7 separate regions of the Mus musculus genome follow, and regions 1, 2, 3, 4, 5 and 7 are each linked to region 6. A link is a contact called in public promoter capture Hi-C data. All regions are on one chromosome and are shown on one strand. The core of a region is the stretch at or near the end of the contact, and the rest is flanking DNA. Distances in the headings are between cores, read along the strand shown.

What was found. Promoter capture Hi-C pulls out the DNA fragments that hold promoters and counts their contacts.
Region 1: a promoter capture Hi-C map of embryonic stem cells shows a contact between it and region 6, with 4 times the contacts expected there. The contact joins the promoter of Plekha2 here to the promoter of Gins4 in region 6. A contact is called at or near these places in 6 of 39 promoter capture datasets (cranial neural crest, embryonic stem cells, hippocampal neurons and 3 more) and 1 of 115 datasets of contacts at active chromatin or transcription factors (large pre-B cells).
Region 2: a contact with region 6 is called in a promoter capture Hi-C map of embryonic stem cells, with 4 times the contacts expected there. The contact joins the promoter of Tacc1 here to the promoter of Gins4 in region 6. A contact is called at or near these places in 9 of 39 promoter capture datasets (the 3T3-L1 cell line, the C10 cell line, cranial neural crest and 6 more), 1 of 484 Hi-C or Micro-C datasets (B cells), 4 of 115 datasets of contacts at active chromatin or transcription factors (astrocytes, embryonic forebrain, embryonic stem cells and 1 more) and 1 of 9 other capture datasets (embryonic stem cells).
Region 3: a contact with region 6 is called in a promoter capture Hi-C map of embryonic stem cells, with 4 times the contacts expected there. The contact joins the promoter of Adam9 here to the promoter of Gins4 in region 6. A contact is called at or near these places in 8 of 39 promoter capture datasets (the C10 cell line, embryonic stem cells, hippocampal neurons and 4 more) and 6 of 115 datasets of contacts at active chromatin or transcription factors (the NIH/3T3 cell line, astrocytes, embryonic brain and 3 more).
Region 4: a promoter capture Hi-C map of the SN4741 cell line shows a contact between it and region 6, with 7 times the contacts expected there. The contact joins the promoter of Htra4 here to the promoter of Gins4 in region 6. A contact is called at or near these places in 4 of 39 promoter capture datasets (the SN4741 cell line, cranial neural crest, embryonic stem cells and 1 more).
Region 5: a contact with region 6 is called in a promoter capture Hi-C map of liver, with 5 times the contacts expected there. The contact joins the enhancer-like site here to the promoter of Gins4 in region 6. A contact is called at or near these places in 7 of 39 promoter capture datasets (the C10 cell line, embryonic stem cells, frontonasal cranial neural crest and 3 more) and 2 of 115 datasets of contacts at active chromatin or transcription factors (embryonic brain and large pre-B cells).
Region 7: a promoter capture Hi-C map of pre-B cells shows a contact between it and region 6, with 9 times the contacts expected there. The contact joins the promoter of Atp7b here to the promoter of Gins4 in region 6. A contact is called at or near these places in 5 of 39 promoter capture datasets (hematopoietic stem and progenitor cells, liver, neutrophils and 1 more), 2 of 484 Hi-C or Micro-C datasets (CD4 T cells and centroblasts) and 1 of 9 other capture datasets (adipose tissue).

The regions. Positions count from the first base shown.
Region 1 is chr8:25,100,542-25,103,241 of GRCm38.p6, forward strand. Plekha2 (pleckstrin homology domain-containing, family A (phosphoinositide binding specific) member 2) reads right to left here and starts at 1,270. Exons shown (of 12, transcript NM_031257.3): 1 at 1,119-1,270. It overlaps 5830408C22Rik (RIKEN cDNA 5830408C22 gene), which reads left to right and starts at 1,638. Exons shown (of 2, transcript NR_155282.1): 1 at 1,638-1,670.
Region 2 is chr8:25,200,290-25,203,150 of GRCm38.p6, forward strand. It overlaps Tacc1 (transforming, acidic coiled-coil containing protein 1), which reads right to left and starts at 1,253. Exons shown (of 13, transcript NM_177089.5): 1 at 833-1,253. The coding sequence starts at 996.
Region 3 is chr8:25,015,622-25,018,410 of GRCm38.p6, forward strand. Adam9 (a disintegrin and metallopeptidase domain 9 (meltrin gamma)) reads right to left here and starts at 1,301. Exons shown (of 22, transcript NM_001270996.1): 1 at 1,064-1,301. The coding sequence starts at 1,160. Tm2d2 (TM2 domain containing 2) reads left to right here and starts at 1,590. Exons shown (of 4, transcript NM_027194.3): 1 at 1,590-1,971; 2 at 2,445-2,532. The coding sequence starts at 1,748.
Region 4 is chr8:25,037,581-25,040,280 of GRCm38.p6, forward strand. Htra4 (HtrA serine peptidase 4) reads right to left here and starts at 1,382. Exons shown (of 9, transcript NM_001081187.3): 1 at 811-1,382; 2 at 359-458. The coding sequence starts at 1,294. It overlaps Plekha2 (pleckstrin homology domain-containing, family A (phosphoinositide binding specific) member 2), which reads right to left. Exons shown (of 12, transcript NM_031257.3): 12 at 1,564-2,700.
Region 5 is chr8:24,998,126-25,001,163 of GRCm38.p6, forward strand. All of the region lies in intron 4 of Adam9 (a disintegrin and metallopeptidase domain 9 (meltrin gamma)), which reads right to left. Among named protein-coding and RNA genes, the nearest start is that of Adam9, 17 kb to the right of the region's middle. Within about 2 kb of position 1,411, at least 5 of the 459 cell types and tissues checked have an H3K27ac peak or open chromatin away from gene starts, as enhancers often do. A contact at or near this core is called in liver, where this site is marked.
Region 6 is chr8:23,236,369-23,239,086 of GRCm38.p6, forward strand. Gins4 (GINS complex subunit 4 (Sld5 homolog)) reads right to left here and starts at 1,300. Exons shown (of 8, transcript NM_024240.6): 1 at 1,102-1,300; 2 at 612-731. The coding sequence starts at 707. Gm39141 (a long non-coding RNA gene) reads left to right here and starts at 1,412. Exons shown (of 3, transcript XR_870246.2): 1 at 1,412-1,500.
Region 7 is chr8:22,058,751-22,061,486 of GRCm38.p6, forward strand. Atp7b (ATPase, Cu++ transporting, beta polypeptide) reads right to left here and starts at 1,324. Exons shown (of 21, transcript NM_007511.2): 1 at 1,222-1,324. The coding sequence starts at 1,305. Alg11 (asparagine-linked glycosylation 11 (alpha-1,2-mannosyltransferase)) reads left to right here and starts at 1,971. Exons shown (of 4, transcript NM_001243161.1): 1 at 1,971-2,020. The coding sequence starts at 1,977.

The DNA of each region.
Region 1 (2,700 bases), core at 20-2,519, 1.9 Mb after region 6:
AGGACTCATCAGTCTAAAGACAATAGCTAGAGAAACGTTGCCTGACACAACCTGAGGCCCCACCTTTCTTCTGTTTCTTCTCAGTGATAGCTTTCATTCATTTGCTCAACAAACTCTACTCTTCTTAGAACCCTGCCTCAGGCAGCACCCAGGGAAAGCTAAACTCTGCCAAGGCCACTGATTATGCTTCAGAAATCCTCCTCTGGCTTCTCCAAACACCAGGGACTCCAGTTTGATGCTCTGCACAGCCAGGGTCCTTCACTAGTCTGACAACTCCCTAAAGACCCGGTGAGCTGCTGGCCCACTGCTAACTCAGTACGTTCTTATTACCAAGTTATTATCATTATTATTAACAAGTCACTAGATGCAACCAAGTTGAAGATAAAACTTCTACCCTTCCTGTGTCTTCTGCTTAGCTGTTGCTGGAAGCGTTATACTCCTCCTGGAGGGGGGTGGGGGGGTGGAGGAGTGGGAGGCAACAAAGAAAGAGTGGGGGATGGGGGACAGCTAATCAAAGACATTAAGAACACTAGCACAATTTTGGAACTTCAGCCTCTACTGCAAACCAAAATGCTCCCAGGAGCCGCAACTGGTTCGTTCTCCCCTGCTCCTCCTCTAGTGTTTATGCGCCTCTGAAAAACTCTTAATTGAGTCCAATCAGGGACAGAAGGAGTACAAACGGAAGATGTTCACGAAGGAAGGAAGCCTTAAAGGTGAAAGACTCGGGGCAGGGCTGCCCAGGGCAGAAGGTGTACAAGGGTGCCCTGGTCATGCCCTGATACTTTTTTTCCCTTCCCACACGACCTGGCCCCATCTCTCCTTTCTTCTTTTCTTTTCCTTTTAAATTTTAAGTCTCCATGGCTGAGCAGAACAGGGAAGCGCGGACGTTAAAGGGGACAGCCTTTTGAGGCTTCCCCTCGAAAGGGTTACCTAACCTGGAACCGACCTACGTTTTCCACCAAGTCACCTCCATTGCCAGGAATCCCAGAAGCCCATGGCGGGAGCAGACGAAAGGAGGAGTCTCCCCAGGGTAGCATTCTAGGCCCGCGCCAAGTTAAAAAGGAGTGAGAAGGAGAAGGAAGAGGCTCCAACACCCAACTCGTGCCTGAGGGACTTGCCTGGGACGTTCTCTGCGCTCCTCCCCTACCCGCTGCCCGGGCAGTCCTTGAGGGGCTACCACCCCTGTGCTTGAACCTCGGAGAAGTTTCGCCGCTGCAAACGTGAGAATCTGCAGCTCCACAGGACACCGCCCCCACACGCCCCACCCCACAGCCCGACCCCTGGCGGTGGCGACCTTGGTCACCCAGGAGGCGCCAGTGCACTGGAGGAGGGGCTGCATTTGGGGCTTTCCTGGGAGCTAGGGGAGGTGGCCCATTGGGCCACCTCCGGTCGCCGTCCACCACCCGGACTGGCGCCACCAAGCAAACCCAGCCGCCCTGCTCCCCTCTCTGCCCTCCGCGCCCGGACCCTTGCGCCTCTCTGCCCGACTCACCGCGCTCTGCGCAGCAAGGGTCGCATCGGGTCCCAGAGCTCTGCGCCTCGGGGCTTCGCTTCCCGCCTGTCCTGCGGCACACTTCTCCCTTATCCTCAGCTGTCCTCCAAGGCCGTCTCTCGACTCTTTTTTTCCGGGTTAATTTCGTTTCACATTAAAGCAAAACCCAGCCCCGGATGTGAGTACAATGCTCCTCGGGCCTCCAGGGGGGAGGAGAGGGGTGCGGAGACCTCGAGGGGACAGCAGCGGGGGATGGCGGGGGGGAGGAGGTTGGTGGGATGTAACCCGGCTGCAGCAGGTGTCCGCGATGGGGTGCTCGACCGTCACGTCCCGAGCCTACTTCTGCGCACTGTGCAGCCGGCCCAAACCGCGGCTGCCCGGAGGGCGAGGGGGCGTTGGGAGTTTAGGGGTGGAGAGAGGAACGCATCGCCCCCTGCGGTCTAAAGTGCACCCCCCGGAGCTAAGAGGGTCGCCAACGCCCTGACCCAGCTTGCCTGGCCCTTCTTGGAGCACGGAGAGAAGTGGGAAAGAGAAGCTGGATTCGATAGGTTCAGCCTAGGGTGACCAGACAGAACTCCAGCGCCCTCGCCCTTCAGTCACACAGCAACCCGTAGGTATCAATCCGGTGCTGGGGCCGATGAGGAAACCGAGACTCCAAGACATTAGGTAACTTGTTCTGGGTCCCCAGTCAGTAGAGGGCAGGTCTGTCCGGTCTAACGCAGGCCTCCCTCGTGGAGACATTGACATTTAAATATAAGTAACGCCAGGCAGACAAAGTGGACTCAATTTTACGGTAAAATTGTCAGCCCAGGGACCGAGCACCGAGAGATGCGGCTTTGGGGGCTGGGGGCGGGGAGGAGGATGCTGATGTCAGCCGTGTGGGTCCAAGGTACTCGGAGTGTGTAGTGAAAAAGTCGCCCCCGGAAGCTCTGCAGGACTAGGCCTGGCTTCGCGGGTGGGAAGTACGGTGCGAGGCAAAGGCAGCCTGGCAGCCTGGGGGCTGAGGGCTGCAGCCAGGTGAGCCGGCAGGAAGGCGGGACGCCCGGCAGCACACGCCCCGAAAGCTCCCCTGATGAAACCGCAGGCGCTTCCTCTTCTATTTTGATAGCCAAAGCGAAAATGAGCCGCCCAGTTCGCTCAGGTGTGAAAAAAAGACGTTTGCTTTAGAACATTATGCTCTGAATGAGGAAGGAAAAGAAAACGAGGTG
Region 2 (2,861 bases), core at 3-2,502, 2.0 Mb after region 6:
AGTACAGCGCCTCTAACTTTACAACCAACCAATCCTCAACCCAGCCTGAGAACGGCTGCAGCATTTTCAGCGATGCCCAGCATCCTAGCTCCCCGAAATCTCTTTCGTCCTCTGAAGCTTCTCACCAGGACCTTTTTTTTTTTTTTTTTTTTTTTTTTTTTTTTTTTTTTGTCATCGCTGCCTTTCACACGCACAGACACACACACAAAAAGACTTCCCAATCAACCCTTTCCAGGGGCGTAAAAATTAATATCGCCCCACCCCCCAAACTAAGCCAATTCTAGCTATACTGTTCTTCTCCGTAGGCCTCTACCTGTCTGGAAGTCACTGGAAGCTGAAAATGCCGTCACCTGCCTTCCACAATCACACGTGTGACAGCTCAGCAGAGACCACCATTTCTCACCAGCTGCCAGGGACCTGTCATCACGCGATCCTCTTTTACCAAGGCTGCATTTTAGGACACTGCGGGGCCAAGAAGGGCGGTGGAGCGACTTCTTGCCCACAAGGGGAAAACGCTACAAATCGCACCTGGCCTTATCAACTGCCACTACCCGGTGCCGCTGCGTCGGAGCCGGGGTGTCGACGCTTCGAGAAAGCGACCCAGGCAAACCGGGATGCGCAGACTGCGGATTCGGGGCTGGGTTCAGAAAGCTTACAGCGAAGACAGAGGACGAAAAGCACACGGGCAGACAGAACATCCCGAACTTTCGGGTACACAGCGGGGACCCGGCTGCGGGCAGCAGAGCCGGGAACACGGTTGCGCGCACACAGCATTGACCGCGGTGGGAGGATGGCGCCCGCCTGCATCTCGGCTGGGATGCGGTGTACTTGCCTGAAACTCAGGGATTTGGTCTCGGCTTGCGAGTCCTCTTCCTCCTCGGGGTCGCCCTCGGGACCTCCGGCTTCGTCCTCTCCGGCGCCCGAACCGCGCACCGCGGACCACGTCCACTTGGCCCACTGCACGGGCGACAGGATCTGCCAGGGACTGAACGCCATGAGCGCGGCTGCCGCCCCTGCGGTGGGGGAACGGCGGCCTCTTCCTTCAAAATGGAGGGGCCTTGACAGGCGCCGGCAACGTCGCCGGCGACCCGCGGATGTGGCTCAACGAGCGCCGTCGGGCCGGGCGCAGCGCTTCCTCCCACGGCCCCGCAGCGCCGCTCGCCCCCGCTCCTCCGGGCCGCCGCGCCGAAGCTCGCCCCCGCGCGTGCCCGCTCGCCCGCCCGCTTCTTCCCCCGCCAGCCCTGCTCCGCGTCGCTGGGCTCTGGGGTCCGCTCCCGCCTGGAGCAGCCTCGGCCGCCGCGGAGCCGCGCCCCTGGAGCCGCCCCCTCGGACCGAACTACTGGCGCGGCGCGCGGGGGCGGCCGCTTGGAAGCGCGCTCCCCCCGCCGCGCTGGTCGCGCCCGGCCTTGGGCAGGGGCTGCTCGACCGCGCTCGCCCTCCCCGCGGGATCCGCGCCTGCCGCGCGCCGCGCGCCGCCGCCGTCCATTTCCGAGCGTGTGCGCGCCGCGGCGCTGTTCCTCTTCCCCTTTTATCTGTGTTTCCTGCCGCTAGGACTTAATGGCGTGGCTGAAGCTGCGCTGTACAGAAGTTAAGCCCCTTATTTAAAAACAAAACAACTCAGAACCTCTGTAGAGTGTTGTACCCGATCCTTGACACTGGTCAGCGCCATCCTTGTTACGCCCAGGATTTGGAAGGCTCCCAGGTTACAGAAGAATTGAAGTTGTCTTGCCCTCACCAAGCCACACTCATGAGGGCTCCGGAGTGCCCTGACCTGGGATAGATGCAAAATTGCCCCCTGATAAGACGGCCTGAGCCGTTTCCTGTTGTTCTTTCTTTTCATAACTTTAGGCTTTTTTCAGATAATTCCTGGGTCCTTGGTTTCTGATGTCCTTTGCTTCTTCAGTACAGAGCCATCAAGATCTGGTGACAGTCTTCAGAATAAGGCTTTTACCTCTGAAGGTGAAGAGAAGAATTTTCCCCCCTTTATCTTTGAAGGATTCCACTAAGAGACTGCCCCAGGTCCTCTCTCCCAGTGAATTCATTTCCTCCAAAGCCAAGTTTGAGACCATTAGCTCATCAGTGTGTTTTCCATAATACTGACATTTCTCAGTCTCAGAGAATCTGTGAGGTGGCTACAATTCCCACAGAGAGTGTGCCTCCAAAATTCAGAACAAAGTCAGGCGAAGATTTTCAGGATGCTCATGAGCTTACCCTGAAAGAAGCTGGCACCACGTCGTGTACTGCAGATGAATCACAAATGTCTTATACACTTCATAACAAAGACAAGCAAACATGTAAGATAAGGCTTGGCAGGTATCCTACCATAATAAAAAAAAAAAAAAGGCAGGAGTATACTTTAGAGCCCATTACTGCTTCTTGCCTGAGATAAACACGACTGTCAAAAGTGTTGAAAGACTTTTTTTTTAAAAATGTGAGCGGAAGTCATTTTGTTTTAGGTCTACAAGAACTATGCCAAGACTATCCAACTGTCGTTGTCTTGGGTTTATGATCAAGCAAATCTTCAGATTAGAAACCCCTGTAGCTTGAAAATAGTACCCATGTAAGTCCTTACCTGGGCTTGATCATTCCTCCTCCTCGAGACTGCTACCCTCTTTTTCCCTCCTCCCGATCCTCGTGTGCCTTGCATAGCTCCTGCACTCCAGAACTTCTCGGAATTACAGTTTGTCCCTCAGGGCTTTCTCTGCCTGGTTAATCCTGCTTCCCAAACCATCAGCAGCAGAGACCCAGATATAACCTTGATATGCCCAAGAACACCTAAGAGATGGTACAAACACAAGTCCACACTGGGGATGTACCCCAGAAGGGGCAGCATCTCCAGCAGGGCTCCCGGCCCTGAACTC
Region 3 (2,789 bases), core at 51-2,550, 1.8 Mb after region 6:
GCAGCTGGCCCATTGCAGCAGCAACTGAAGAACACAAGGATATTCCATTCATTTTTATGCCCATGTGTAACAACAAACATATACATGTACTAAAAATATAATCTGGTTTTTGCTGGCAAACACAAGAAGTTAGAGATTATTAAAATTTCAGTTCCTTTCATAGCGATATTGTTAACTAGAACAGCACGTTTCATCAGACACGTCCTGGAAGCATCCCATTGAAAATTTGTCAGTATTTATAAACTCCAGGAGGACGCTAACTTAATTAAAAAGGAGAAAGCCAAAGACAAGAAGCTGTAATTAGTTTCGTGAAGGTCAGCGGTCCTGAACTCAAATCTACACTCATCACCTTTGAAGGCAACAATTTTGTAAAGCCTTCTATTGTCCATAGTGTTCCCGGAGCTCAAAGAGATAACTAAGCCATGCAAACACTAATTTAATACAAAGGATGAAATAAATAACTTATTTCCAGGAAAAAAAGAACCTAGTGTGTTCCCATTCAGTTTCATCATCCACAATATAAATATCTTACATATTTACGGGAAGTTTCACAATTCAGATGTGCTGGCGAACAGTAATTTAATTCTTTCCGATAATCCCCTGGGTTAAACAGAGCAGAGATTCTTTGTCCAGATTTAGATAGATTGAACTACAGGCTCTAGAAACGTAGCGTTTCGTTGATTTTATTATTTTAAGTATCCTTACTAACAAAAAAAAAAAAAAAAAAAAAAAAAAAAACGGCCCAAGGAAAACCCGCCCTCTTCTCCATCGGGATCCCTGTGGACCTACTGCTGAGTCGTCCAAGACGGCGAACGTCAAACCCCAAATCCTGATAGACTGAAGCAAAAGTTCCATCTCCCAGCCCAGAGCTGGTGACAGCCACTCCACCCGCAAAGCACTCGCTGCAGCCCGGGAGTAGCGAGCGCACCGCCACAGTGCAGCCGGCCGCCGGCCACCGGGCTCCGGGTCAGCGCTGACAGGGGAGCCGGAGCCCAGGGTCCGCCTCGCAGCCCTCACCACCCAGCACTCACTCCCCACAGCACGGTTCCCGTCCGGCACCCACCTGGTCGCCCGGCCTCGAGGACTGGGCCCAGCAAGCCACACGCCAGCAGCCACCTTAGTCGCAGAGAGGCAAGGGGCGAGAGCGCGCGCGGCCCCATAGCGAGGGCTTCGGCAGGTTCCGCTCAACGCGCGGCCGCCGCCTCCGCCCCTTCGGTCATCCTTGCAACCCCGCGGGGGCCCCCGGGCTGGCGGGGCGCTCGCCCTCGGCGAGCACGCGCGCGGCACTGACGCAGCAACCCCCCCCCCCCCAAAAACCCCGCCCCTTTCCCGATCCCGCGGCCAGAGGCTGACGTAGGGAAAATACAGTCTGGCCAACCCACCGGCGGCCGCCGCCGCCGCCGCTCCAGTTCGCGCCCGGCTGTTCCGCCCCTCCGCCCGCTCAGCGGAGACTAGAGAAGGTAGGAGGGGCTGGAGGGCGGGGCTAAGGGAAGCTCCACCCTCCCTCCGCTCCGTGCAGCAGTGAAGGGTCTACTGGAGGGCGGAGCGAAGCCAGGCCACACCTTTCCCCTGGCCGTTTCTGATTGGCCGTAGTGGCAGGCGGAGCGTCGAGCTGCGCACGGGTTGGCTGTGGAACGGAGGGTTGCGTACCCGACGTAGAGAGAGGCCTGACAGCGCCGGGCTCCGGTGGGCCGTGGCGGCCTGGCTTTGTTTTTAGGCCAGGTCTCTAGGACCGGCCCCCGGGAAGATGGTGCTGGGCGGCTGCCCTGTGAGTTACCTATTGCTGTGCGGCCAGGCGGCCCTGCTATTGGGGAACCTGCTGCTGCTGCACTGTGTTTCTCGGAGCCACTCGTTTAATGCTACGGCCGAACTGGATCTCACACCCTCGGGCGCCGCTCACCTCGAGGGTCCCGCGGCCTCAAGCTGGGAATACAGCGACCCCAACTCGCCAGTCATCCTTTGCTCTTACCTGTAAGCTGCCGGGACGTGGCGGGCGGACCTAGAGGGGGATCGGGCCAGGGATAGCTGTTGGTTGTGGGAGCGGAAGGCTGCTTCCACCTCGGGGAGGTGATTCCGGGACTGGTGCCTCTCAATTGCCCTGCCACAGAAAGCAATTAAACTGTGTGTTAGTGGTAGATACTGGGAAGGAGTAATGTAGGCTACAGAACCCTTCCACTTCCTGCACCCTTTCTGCTGCCTTGGTTACAGGATGAGTTCAAGGCCAACCAGCCAGCCTGGGTAACTTGTCTCAAATTTAAAAAAAAAAGAAAGAAAGAAAATTCAAGGGCTGGAAATGTAGCTCAAAGGTAGATAGCACCTCTAGCGTATCCAGTTCCCAGTACAGAAGGAGGAACAGATATTAAAAGAGGAACGAAAATAGCATTGCGTGCGGACACAGAAGCAATCGGCAAAAGGCACTGATGAAAAATCTTACTGATTTGCAGACCCGACGAGTTCGTAGACTGTGATGCCCCAGTGGATCACGTTGGAAATGCAACTGCCTCCCAGGAGCTTGGTTATGGTTGTCTCAAGGTGAGGATTTTGTTCTTTGTACAGGCACCTTCGTGGGAAGCATGGCCGGGTGCTGTTAAAGAATTACAGAAGGGCATACAGACAGACTTGATTTTTTTTTTTTTTTTTTACAACTTCATCCGTATAACTGTCGCTGGAAACATGACAAAGGTTTTAACGGCTGAAGAGCACATTTGCTTTCCTCAGGAACCAACCATGCCTGTGCCCAAGCCACCCAAGTGCAAAGACCAACCTGTATTGCTTCCTTTGACTGTTGA
Region 4 (2,700 bases), core at 132-2,631, 1.8 Mb after region 6:
CATTTGGGTTTCCTTGCATGCAAGCGAGTGCTAAGGCTAAACAAGCCCACCAAATGCTCACTACTAGCTCCTACAGTCAGCCTTTAGTTTTGCTGTGGGATACCGGGGAGAAAGAAACACCAGTCACCAATACGCACTGCTGTAGCTTCAATTTAGAAGCCAGAATCCTTGCGCTTGGCTCTTTGCTCTTTAGCGAAATAACTCTTAGCAAGTCAGGTCTCCTGCAGGCTTTGCGGAATTCTACTGCCCACCTACACCCCAGCCAACTCTTTGAATCTGTGTTTCCTCACAGCGGTTTTAATGGTCAGAAATCTGGCAACCAGCAGGTGAGGTAGTTGATCCTAGATGGGACCTTTACCTGCGGAACAGCTGCAAGTGGACCACAGACGGCGCCACCTTCTCCACCACTGCGGCGATGAAGTTGTACTTTCTCCGGAGCCGCCCTGCTCTTGTGGTCCCTGTGAATAAACGGTCCACGGTGAGTGCGTCCCTGGATGCAGGTGTCGCATCTCAAAATTCCCCAGCATCTCCCCGTCCCTCTTTCTCTGAAGGTTCTCCAGACCAGGAGATGAAAGGACCCTCCCTGTCCTACCAGAGGGAAGAAAAGGAGAAAGGGAAGCCCAGTGGCAGCCAGTAAAGAGACCAAAATTAACCAGGCAAGAACACCAGGAACAACCACAACAGGTTGAATCCCTAGAGATGGCGAAGGAAGGCCCACTGAATTCGCGAGCGAGCGAAGTTAGAGCACTCACTTCATCTCCCTCTGAAAAGTAAGAGAAGTGTCAGGAGATTCGCCCGCGCCCCGCTCACCTGCTTCCTCGCAGGCACCCTTCTGCACTGGCACAGCCGGGAGCGCGCCCCGCTGGCGAGCGGCTCGGTTCTCCTTGCGGAGCGCACATAGGCTGGGGTAGGTGCGCCCATCGCTGCCGCACACTACCGCATCCTCAGCACCCTCCGCGCAGCCGCAGGTGCCCAGCCACGCGCCCCCCGAGGGATCCCGGGAGAACGGGGCGCCGCAGCGCAGCCTTGGGGCGCACGGCCGGCCCCGCGCCCCGCCACACTCCTGGCCCTCGGCCGCGGCGCACACTCGGCAGCAGCCGCAGCGATCGGGAACCGGCGCCAAGCCGGCCGAGCAGGTAGGCAGAGTCGGGCAGCGCGTGGGATCGCAGGCATCGGGACAGGGCAGCGAGACTCTGGACCTCCTGGCCTCGGCCCACGGAACAGGCACGGCTGGTAGCAGCAACCACAGCAGGAGAAACTGTGTTCGCACAGCCCACAACCGCTGGAAGCTCATCTTGCTCCCTGACCTCGTCGATTCGACTGTTTTTCCTGGCCTGGATGCTGCCTCAGCCAGCCTTCGGACTTTATAAAGGTCAGAGTCTGGCTCACTTCTACACACACACACCCATATATCACCCACCACCCATGCCATCCCAGGACAAGGGCCACCCACCCCAAAGCCATGAAGGGAGGGGTCCACTCAAAAACCAGTCTTGGGGCAAGGGAGAAACGTGACCACCCACCCACGGCCACGAGATCTGACCAGGAAAACACACAACCAGATTTCCTATTTCACATGTTTTTATTACAAAACAAGCAACCAACCAGTTTTTAGAAAATGACGTTTTGCTACATACCAATTAGGAGCTCACACAACGTAAGAAGCTGGAGTTTCCATGCACTAAGCTCAGTGCTTGCAGGAGGTGTTTCACGGCTCAAACACTGGCTCAAACGGGGCATGCCACACCTTCATAAACAGAGGGCCCAGCAGTCACACTGTGTGTTTTTGCCAAATATTCACTTGATTCAACGCCTACCTGGTATAAGTGACTATAATTGACTCAGGCAGGCAATAACACAGAGAGAGAACGAGGGACTGAGGAAAACAGATTTTGGGGGGTGGGGGTGGGGGAGGAGGTTAAACAGGCGACATGGGAAGCCTAATTTCAAAAACACTGCCGTCTGCTACCAGATAGCTGTTTATTTGGTTGACACTGAAAACAAGTATCAAGTCTACCGCTCAATTACCAGTCCACTGCTTACTCAGAGGGTCATATAAGTCCTGTGTAGAAAGGGGAAAACCAAACCAAACCAGTTTGCTTCCAGTAAACTAGGACGATGGACCTTAAATCTTCCCGGAGGGGCAGCCTTCTACTTGGAAGTAGAGCTGTCACTCCGCCACTTTGACCAGAGGTGCCACTTTAGTTTGCGGTCTCCCATATCCTCGGTGTGGTTCGGAGAATGAAAAACACACGCTTCTTTTTTTTTTTTTTCCCCTGATTATCACCTGACCCGAGTAAGCAAGTCCACCAAAGCATTGAAGAGTAATGGATAGGACATACTTCAGCTACAGAGAACAATACCTTCGAAGCTTTATAGAAGGACCCAACCCCAGAGACTGCTTTTATTCCACACAGGAAATGCAGTATCTTTTATAATCCAGAAATCCCTTCGGATTTATCCACAATCTATGCTTAACCACAAACCCACACGCCATCACACCTTGAAAACTAAAGGTTTATGCACCATCTTTGGCTCACATTAAAATACTGTCCTAGGCTGGATATGGTGGCATAGACTTGTAATCCAAGCACTCAGGAGGCTGAGGCAGGAGGATTATCAGTTCAAAGCCAGCCTGGACTCCGTAGCAAGACTCTAGCAAAAAACAAATTTAAAGGGTGTGTGTATGTGTGTAAATAC
Region 5 (3,038 bases), core at 161-2,660, 1.8 Mb after region 6:
ATCTGCAGAGGGGATGGCTGTCAGCATCAAGTAAGTTTCTCTCTTCTCCGAAAGGCACATTAGTTACACTAACATCTTATGTAGCTATCTTATAAGGACTAAGTGCCTTTACCCTTAATTTGGGGCAAGAAATTAACTAACTAAAATGCAAAAGTCAGTATCACTCCACAACTGAAAAACTCCTGAGCACAATGACATTTCTCCCACCTGTAAGACACCCAAAACACCGTATTAGAAAGTCATGGATAGGAATTCCCTACCCTACCAGACATGAAGATACACATCAGGCCCGGAGAGGAAACAGGATGGCACTGACATCTGGGCCAACAAGCAAGTCTGTCAACAGACCCAAGGACATATAGGGCTTTACCAACTAGCACGTAAGAGCACACTGGGCAAAGACACATTTTTAAAAATAGGTCCTGCTATTCGCTGAACAGACACGTGGAAAAGAGTACAATTCTATCATATAAGAACAAATTCCAGATGTATCAAAAATCAAAATGGGAAAACTGAAAGGATATGAATGTTCAAGAAAATGTGAATAAGTGTCTCGCTAACCTAGGTGGATGGATAGAGAGAAGACCTCCCTGCCTATCGCCCAAAACCTAAACGCACCATGCATGGCAGTAGAGCACTGTGATCCCTCAAGAGGCCGAGGCCGGAGGAGCTAGAGTTCCATCCAGGACTCTAAACATAAACATAAGGCCCTCAAACACACACACACACACACACACACACACACACACACACAACAAAAGAAAGACAAAGGCCAGAAAGAAATATTTGTAAATTACATTAACAAAGAGTTACTATCCTTACATATAAATATCTCTTAAATCAGCCATTCTCAGCCTGTGGGTCACCACCCCTTTGGGGCTCAAACAACCCTTTACTGGGGTCCTCCATCAGACATCCTGCATATCAGATATTTACATTACGATTCATACCAACAGCAAATTTACAATTATGAAGCAACAATGAAATAACTTCATGGTTGGAAAAGGGGTTCACCACAACATGAGGATCTGTATTAAAGGGTTGCAGCATTAGGAAGGCTGAGAGTCACTGTCTTAAATACTGAGTAGAAAATCCAACAAAGGACAGAAGGTCTACAAACGGCCTCACATGTATGGAGAGAAAGAATCCTTGAATCTACACCGATACACACAAGCGAACATGATCACATGACAACCCTCACAGTACCAGCAGATCTGAAGCAAATGTTAAACCCTGGAACTACATACAAAAACCTGAGAGTGGAGATTTACACAACTCTAAATTTCAAGGTAAAAATAGGACCTTTTTCAGTAGTGACTTTCCAGAGGAAAAACCCAGAAGCCAAAGCCTAACCCAGTTACTGACCCCTGTTAACAATTACGCAGCAGGACTCTGGGTGGAATATGTCACCCATACGACACACTGAATAGGAGCAGAGCTGGCCAGTCCTAACAGGTGACCCTGCAATCTACCCAGTCGATGACATTTGCTTAACAACTTGACTTAATAAAGCATTTCCACAGCATTCAATTTAGCCCTGCTGCAGTTACCTTATCTATGTGGCCAGGTCTGCCAAGAAAGACCCAATACCTTCACTTTTACTAACATTTCATTACCCAGAGAAGATGCATGGGATGAAAACCTGCAGTCTGTCAACACATTTAGGCAGACTTCTGTCGTTCCATACCCTGCTCTCTATTCAGTCCACAGAGGAACTGTAACAAACCACCGTCTGTCCTAAGGCCAAGTGGACTTTGTCCCAGGTCGCAGCGTGTCCTCCAAGCCTGTATGATTCTCCTACACGTTAGTTAGGAGATGCCATGTTGCCATGTTGCTCCCCAATGTGAGTCTTGAAAGCATGTTAGGCTAGCTGTGTAGGCTAGCTGTGGCCACACTGATTTTCTAACAGTCTGCCGTCCTTCTCCTTTTGTGTGTTAATAAATCTGCATCTGTTTAATAATCTGTCAGATCATTCCAGCAAACGTCCAGAGAACGGAGAGAAATTCTCCCGTCCCCAGCATTACTTCTCAAAAACACTACAAGTCATGTTTGTGTTTACAAAAGTGGCAGTCAGACTACAAGGCTACCGTAATGAAATGCCTGGTGTGTGCCGTGTCGAAGCACACAACTGGAAACGCGCAAGCACAGCAAAGCAAACCGACCACAGACCATGCCACACTACCCAGGGCCCAGGGAGCCTTGGGCAATCTGTTGTCAGAGGAGTTAGAGCATCCATGCATAAGAGCTAGCTGTGAGCTTTTCTAGGGAGTCCCAAGCCAATTCTTATTATTATTATTAAAAAATGGCCTTGTGAGAATCAGAAAACAGCTTTATGAATTGTTTCAATCTTAGGAAGTAGAATCCTAGAGGAAAACATTTAAAGTTTATGAATGTATATGCTAATTAACAACATACTGCAGGCAGTGGTATGGTATTATAAGGGACAATCTAGCTACATGCAAAGAAATGGGAGCATCAAAGTTTTCCTTTGTATTCCAAACCTACAGACACTCTTTCATTTACCTGAACAATGTTCAATAACCAAGAAATAACTGAAATACCTCATATTCATACCTGATGTTTTTAAACATCTACCAAAATACTACCATTCTATAAAAGTCAAATTATTGGAGTTTCTACACAGTTGAAATCTATTTTTGCAATTTTAAGCAGATAGTACCTCAGTAATGAATAATAGTTATATTTATTTATAAATTGCCAGACTGTCTCTTGTAAACACTCAAGCATTAATTTATTAAAGTTTCTTAGAAACTCCGAGAAGTTATAACTGCTAATTCCAGGTTAGAGAGAAGATGTCGATGCCGAAGTACAAACAGGTTGATACAACTTCACCAGACAATGAACCAGAGCCAGAATTCAAGCCTAACAGTGTCTGTATGGAGAGAAGAAGACTCTAAGAAGGAACAATAACGCTCAACATCAACTGTGGTCTGTGGCTTCTCACATAGACATCTCTGGATGGTTGAAAGAATAGATTCTCTTCTATCTGGTATATACTACAATGTAAATTTAATCTC
Region 6 (2,718 bases), core at 50-2,549:
ACCCCAAGCATGTTCAGAATTCCTAAACTACCCGAGGTTCATGAGAAGATATTATTGAAGGAGGAGGAGGAGGAGGAGGAGGAGGAAAAGAAGGAGGAGGGGAAGAAGAAGAAGAAGAAGAAGAAGAAGGAGAAGGAGAAGGAGAAGGAGAAAGAAGGAGAAGGAGAAGAAGAAGAAGAAGACGACGACGACAACAACAACTATGCAAGAAATAATCACTGCTATTATGACCAAAAGGGATGGCAATTTCTTGTTAGAGCAGATATCTTCCAATGGGGGAGGAAACAGAGGAAGAGACTACTATAGAGAAATGGCATGCTTCTCTACAGATCACACACATCTTTACGTCCTCAAAATAGCACAGCAGAGCATTGCTTTGTGAAACATTCTACTACATGTGTCCAAAGCCTACTTTTACTAGCCATCCTTGAAGACTGACAAGATGAGACTCCTAAAGAAGGCCCTGCTTTCTGGCTTCCTATTTTTATGCAGATGTTACAAACACTGCTCTTTGGAAACAAATCTTCTGTTTCCTTATTTTCTGAGCCGTGGTACTGCACACCTGGAGTAAGTTAAGAGCTAAGAACACGGGACATATTTGGGGTGCTTACCTGCTCCAGCTTTTCAATGAGCTCTGCAGGAGTTAGGACCATCTCCTCACTACCCCCATCAGAGTCCTGTCCGTGGAGATCCAGAACCTCCGTCATCGTTTCTCAACCGGGAACCTACACCTGAAAAATAAACCAACACCCTGAAAAGCTTCTCCCACTTACTTGCAAGAAAAGGCATTTAGGGACAAGTTTATTGGGGCTGAAGGGGGTGCACTGGCCAGGGATGGCGAAATCAGAGACTGATTTTTCAGTGTTGGGTTTAGTCCCTTGGTCGGTTTCTCTCCTAATCTTTCCCGCTGCATGGGCCTGGACCTGGGCAGATACCACACTAAACCGCAATGCTCCTTGTCGTCGCCAGGAGCAGCGTTTTGCCTCAGTGGCCCAGGAGCCCATTCGGTTCAAATGAGAAAAGTGCATCGTGTCAAGTGCTCGGCACATCGCGTCCTCAGCTGCAACTGACCCGGGGTCGCTTGGACACTCCAGCGCTCACCTCGCAGTTGGCACTCAAAGCGGCTACACGGCTCAGGGATCCCTCTTCCCTTCTCTCCTAGCCGGCACGCTCGGGGGACACCACGGACTGAGGCTCCCCGAGCGGTGGGCGCCGGAGATCGCGCGGAAAGCCCGCGGCCCACAGACCCGACCAGCAGCGGTACAGCTCCCGCGCTCCTTTCCCCAAACACAGCGTCGACAGGAAAACGTCTCCGCGCTGCGGGAGCACTAACCAATCAGGCCCAGGGGAAAGCGGACACACGCCCCTTGGCCCCGCCTACCCCGGGGCGGGCTCTTGCCGAGCTATAGAACATACTTCCGGAAGGCGGGGAAGGAGGCCGGGAGTGAAGTGCCGGGTGGCACCGTCTCGGGACGGCCACGTGGGGGCGTTCGGCTCACAGTAAGGAAACCAGGCAGCGCCGTCTTGTGGCGAATCGGTACAGGGCCCAGTTCCTTCCTTCCTTTAACATTTACTGTGTGTGGGTTGGTTCCATTGCCAAACCTGTTCACAGATTCATATATGTGTGTTGAAACTACATTTAAGAGACTCACTCCATTGTCCTTCCTTTACATTTTTTTTTTGCGCAGAGTTGTTCTCTAATGTTATTTGAGTTGTTCTTTTTGGTGATGAAAGAATGCCTACTGACTTTCTAGGATTCTACCTTTTTAGTGAGTGTGAATGCAATATACGCATGTGGTACATGCTCAGGTCACGATCGCATAGCAAGTGCTGTTACCCACTGAGCCCCCTTAAGATTATTTTTATAGATATATTTCCTTATTTTCATGTATGTTAGTATGTGTGCTTGCACATGAGTGTGGTGCCAGCTGAGGACAGAAGAATGCACTGGATCCTGATGGAGCTCATAACATGTGGTTATGAGCTGTTCCACATGGGTACCGACAACCAAACTCCAGTCCTCTGGTTTAGAGCAAGTGCTCTAAACCAATGAGCTATCTATCTCTCCAGCCCCTAGCCCCTTATATTTTTTAAGTGCCAAACTTCCTAATTAGCTTCAGAGATGGAATCAGATTGCAAATTTTTATAGTTTTATATACCTATAAATTATGCATCCTGACATATTACTACTTGAAAGAGTAAGAAATAACAGAGGATTGAGCCGGGTGTGGTGGCACAGGCCTCTAAGCCCAGCACTTGGGAGGCAGAGGCAGGTGGATTTCTGAGTTTGAGGCCAGCCTGGTCTACAGAGTGAGTTCCAGGACAGCCAAGGCTACACAGAGAAACCCTATCTCGAAAAACAAAAACAAAACCACAACAACAACAAAAAGAAATAACAGGACTAATAGAAAGTTATGGAAATTTGAATTTGTGGTAGCCTAAAGATTCTTGGTATTATACCTATTTTTTAAATTAAAATGATTTGTATAGATGGGAGCGGGGGAATGTGGTGCAGTGGTACAGTACAATCTTAGCATTTAACCTGGGTCCAGTCCCCAGCAACTAAGTAAAACAAAATCTCTTTCTACAGTTTATCACTGACGTACAAAAAATTTTCATTATTTATTTTTATTTGATACAGGGCCTCATCATGTAACTCTGACGAACCTGGAACTTGTTATGTAGAGCAGATTAGCCTCAAACTCATAAAGATCCACC
Region 7 (2,736 bases), core at 74-2,573, 1.2 Mb before region 6:
CCCTCTCATTCCTACACACCAGAGTCTACATGAATTTCACTAACAAGGGACGCTGGATAAAACTGCTGGATTAATTAGTTTCAGAGACCTGAACAAAAGGAGCAAGCTCCAATCCAGCAATCCAGACCTAAAGAAATACGCCCAGTATTAAATTCGATGTCAATAACCAAGTGTAAGGCCAGTTGAATGGCTCGATGAGTGGATGCACACAATCTTGAAGCCCTAGGACCTGTTTGCTGAAAGGAGGGAAAACCAACTCCTGGACGTCTTCTGCTGACCTCTCACGCCTAGATTCTCTCCCCCTCCATTCTTCCCCATATACACATAAAACAAATAAATAAATGCTTTAAAAAAAAAAAAGACTCAAGTACAAGTAGGGCAAGATGGCTCAGTGGGTAAAGGCACTAGCTTTTAAACCCGACGACCCGACACACTGACACACATGGTGGGAAAAGCAGCACTAAGTCCAGCAAGATGCCCCTAACCTCCATCACACACACACACACACACACACACACACACAACAATTCAAGTGCAAAGATCACGTCAACTGGGAAAGAAAGGAAGCAATCGCCATGACCACCCAAGAGGGAACCACCAACAGACTATGGGGAACACCTATGACACTCTGGGAAACAATCTACAAAGTATAACTAATTGGAAAAAAAAAGTTCCGAGAACATAAAACGTGATTTCAATTAAGCTAGACAAAATATTTTAAAACAATGCACAAATCTTCAAGAATTCATCATATGCCTGCGACCTATACAAGTTTCAGTAAGTATTTGTTGATTGAAAACGCACATGAAGAAAAGAAAAACAGACCTGCTTTTCATGTTAAATATTCTACGCTGTTTGCATCTCTAAGAGGCTGCATTAATTAACCCCCTGTATTATTAAATGAATGCCTTCAAGGTACAGGACTTGGATGTAGACCTTTTGAGGAGCATTAGCCAGGCATTAGCGAGGTATTAGCACTCCCAGGAGCAACTAGAGTTTTTATACAGCAAGCCCACGCTCAAGAGCTCTTTAATAAGGACCGGGGAAAGTTCTGGGCTCGAAATCGTTGTACACCAGAGGGCTAGTGGCACCCTTGATCTAGAGGGTTTTCCTCCCGGGTTCTCAGGGGTACGTGTCCACAGTCACGAGCCCTGGAGGAACCGAGGAGAAAAGCGCTTTGAGCAGGTGCGTACACGCTGCGGTCAGGCAAAGGAAACTTACTTTCCGACTGGCCTCTTTGGCTGTGACCTGTCTCTCCTGTTCAGGCATCGTCCCCACAGACGCCAAGTTCTTCCTGGGATCCATCCCCGAGCCCAAAGGTCACCTGGTTGGGGGGAGGGAAGGGCGACTTTACAAGCCAGGGAGAGGAGGCGCGAAGAAGCGCATCCGTGGTTCCTGGGGAACACAGGGCTCAGATCTCCCAGCCCCGGCGCTGCGGACTACGGACAGCGAGGTCCGCGGTGCGCTGCAGATAGGGTGCAGCGAGGACCACAGTCTCAGGACGCCCGCTCCAGCGCAGCCCCCTCTCCACCCCGCGCCCCGCTACTGCGGCCGCTGGGGACTCGCCGACACCTCTGAAAGAGCGGACTCTGTACTGGAAGATTAGCTCGTCGCCCGCCCGGACCTCCCATTGGGTCCCAACCGGCTGGCAGCGCCGCGGTGGGGGCAGGGCTGGGCGCCCTCAAGGGGGCTTCCAGACGGGAGGGGGGGGAGCGAAGTGGGCGGGGCGAGTGGGGTGGGAGGGGCGAGAGAGCCGGCTGTCCATCACAAGCCACGCCCCACCACCGCCACCGCAGCGGCGTGGCCCAAGTGGGATGGGCCCGTGTGCGCCCCGCCTGTGGGAAGCGGCTATTAGGCAACCTGCAGGAAGGCGTGTAAGCGGGGGGCGTGGCTAACGGCACACGCTTCCTCAGGAGCCAATAGGATAGAAGAACAGGCAAGCGCTTCCGGGCTGTGAGAGGGGAGGGTGGGATAAGATGGCGGCGGACACTGGGAGCTGGTGCGTGTACGCCGTGCTGCGGTGAGGATCTGGTGGCCTGAGCTCACGAGGGCGTGGAGGGTTTGGAGGCAGTCCAGATAAAGTCTGTAGAAGCGCTTTCTTCGTGCCTCGGTTTACCTCGGTTGTTTCGCATGCCGATCAGCTGTTTTCCTTAACTGGCTACCTGCTGCTTCGTAAACCAGTTGGTTGACTCTCTGCTACTTGACCATCTGTTGATTTCTTCTTTCCTGGTTGATGTTTAAAGTTGTAAATATATTGGTTTTGCCTTTGAGATACATATCGTTTCTTATGTAAGAATTACATAAAGTTGGTAGAAATAAACAGGAATGTTAACCACCCGGTGGTCACTACTATTGTAATAGTTCCATATTTCAAAAGTTGTTTCTGCCCTATGAAAGCCTACCTAAGTTCATATGTGTTTTTGTTCAGGTTGAACATTTATAGCTAGCGAAATAGCGTTCTGAAGAGCAGTGGATACATGCATTCTTGCCAGAGTTTGTATTACATCTTCCTTTCTGAGCTGTCTGCTTCAAGGTCTGTAGTGATTGCTAAAAATATGAATAGGCTAGTTTGTTCTAGCACATTCTTGGCCTTTTCCCGATAAATGGAATGCTGCCAGCTCTGTACAGTGTACATTGTCATGAGTGACTTTCTGCATTATAATGGTCATTGATAAGTAATTCAAAGCTTTGGATTACAGTTACCTTTCTTCCAAGCATTTGGTTTAAATATGGGTA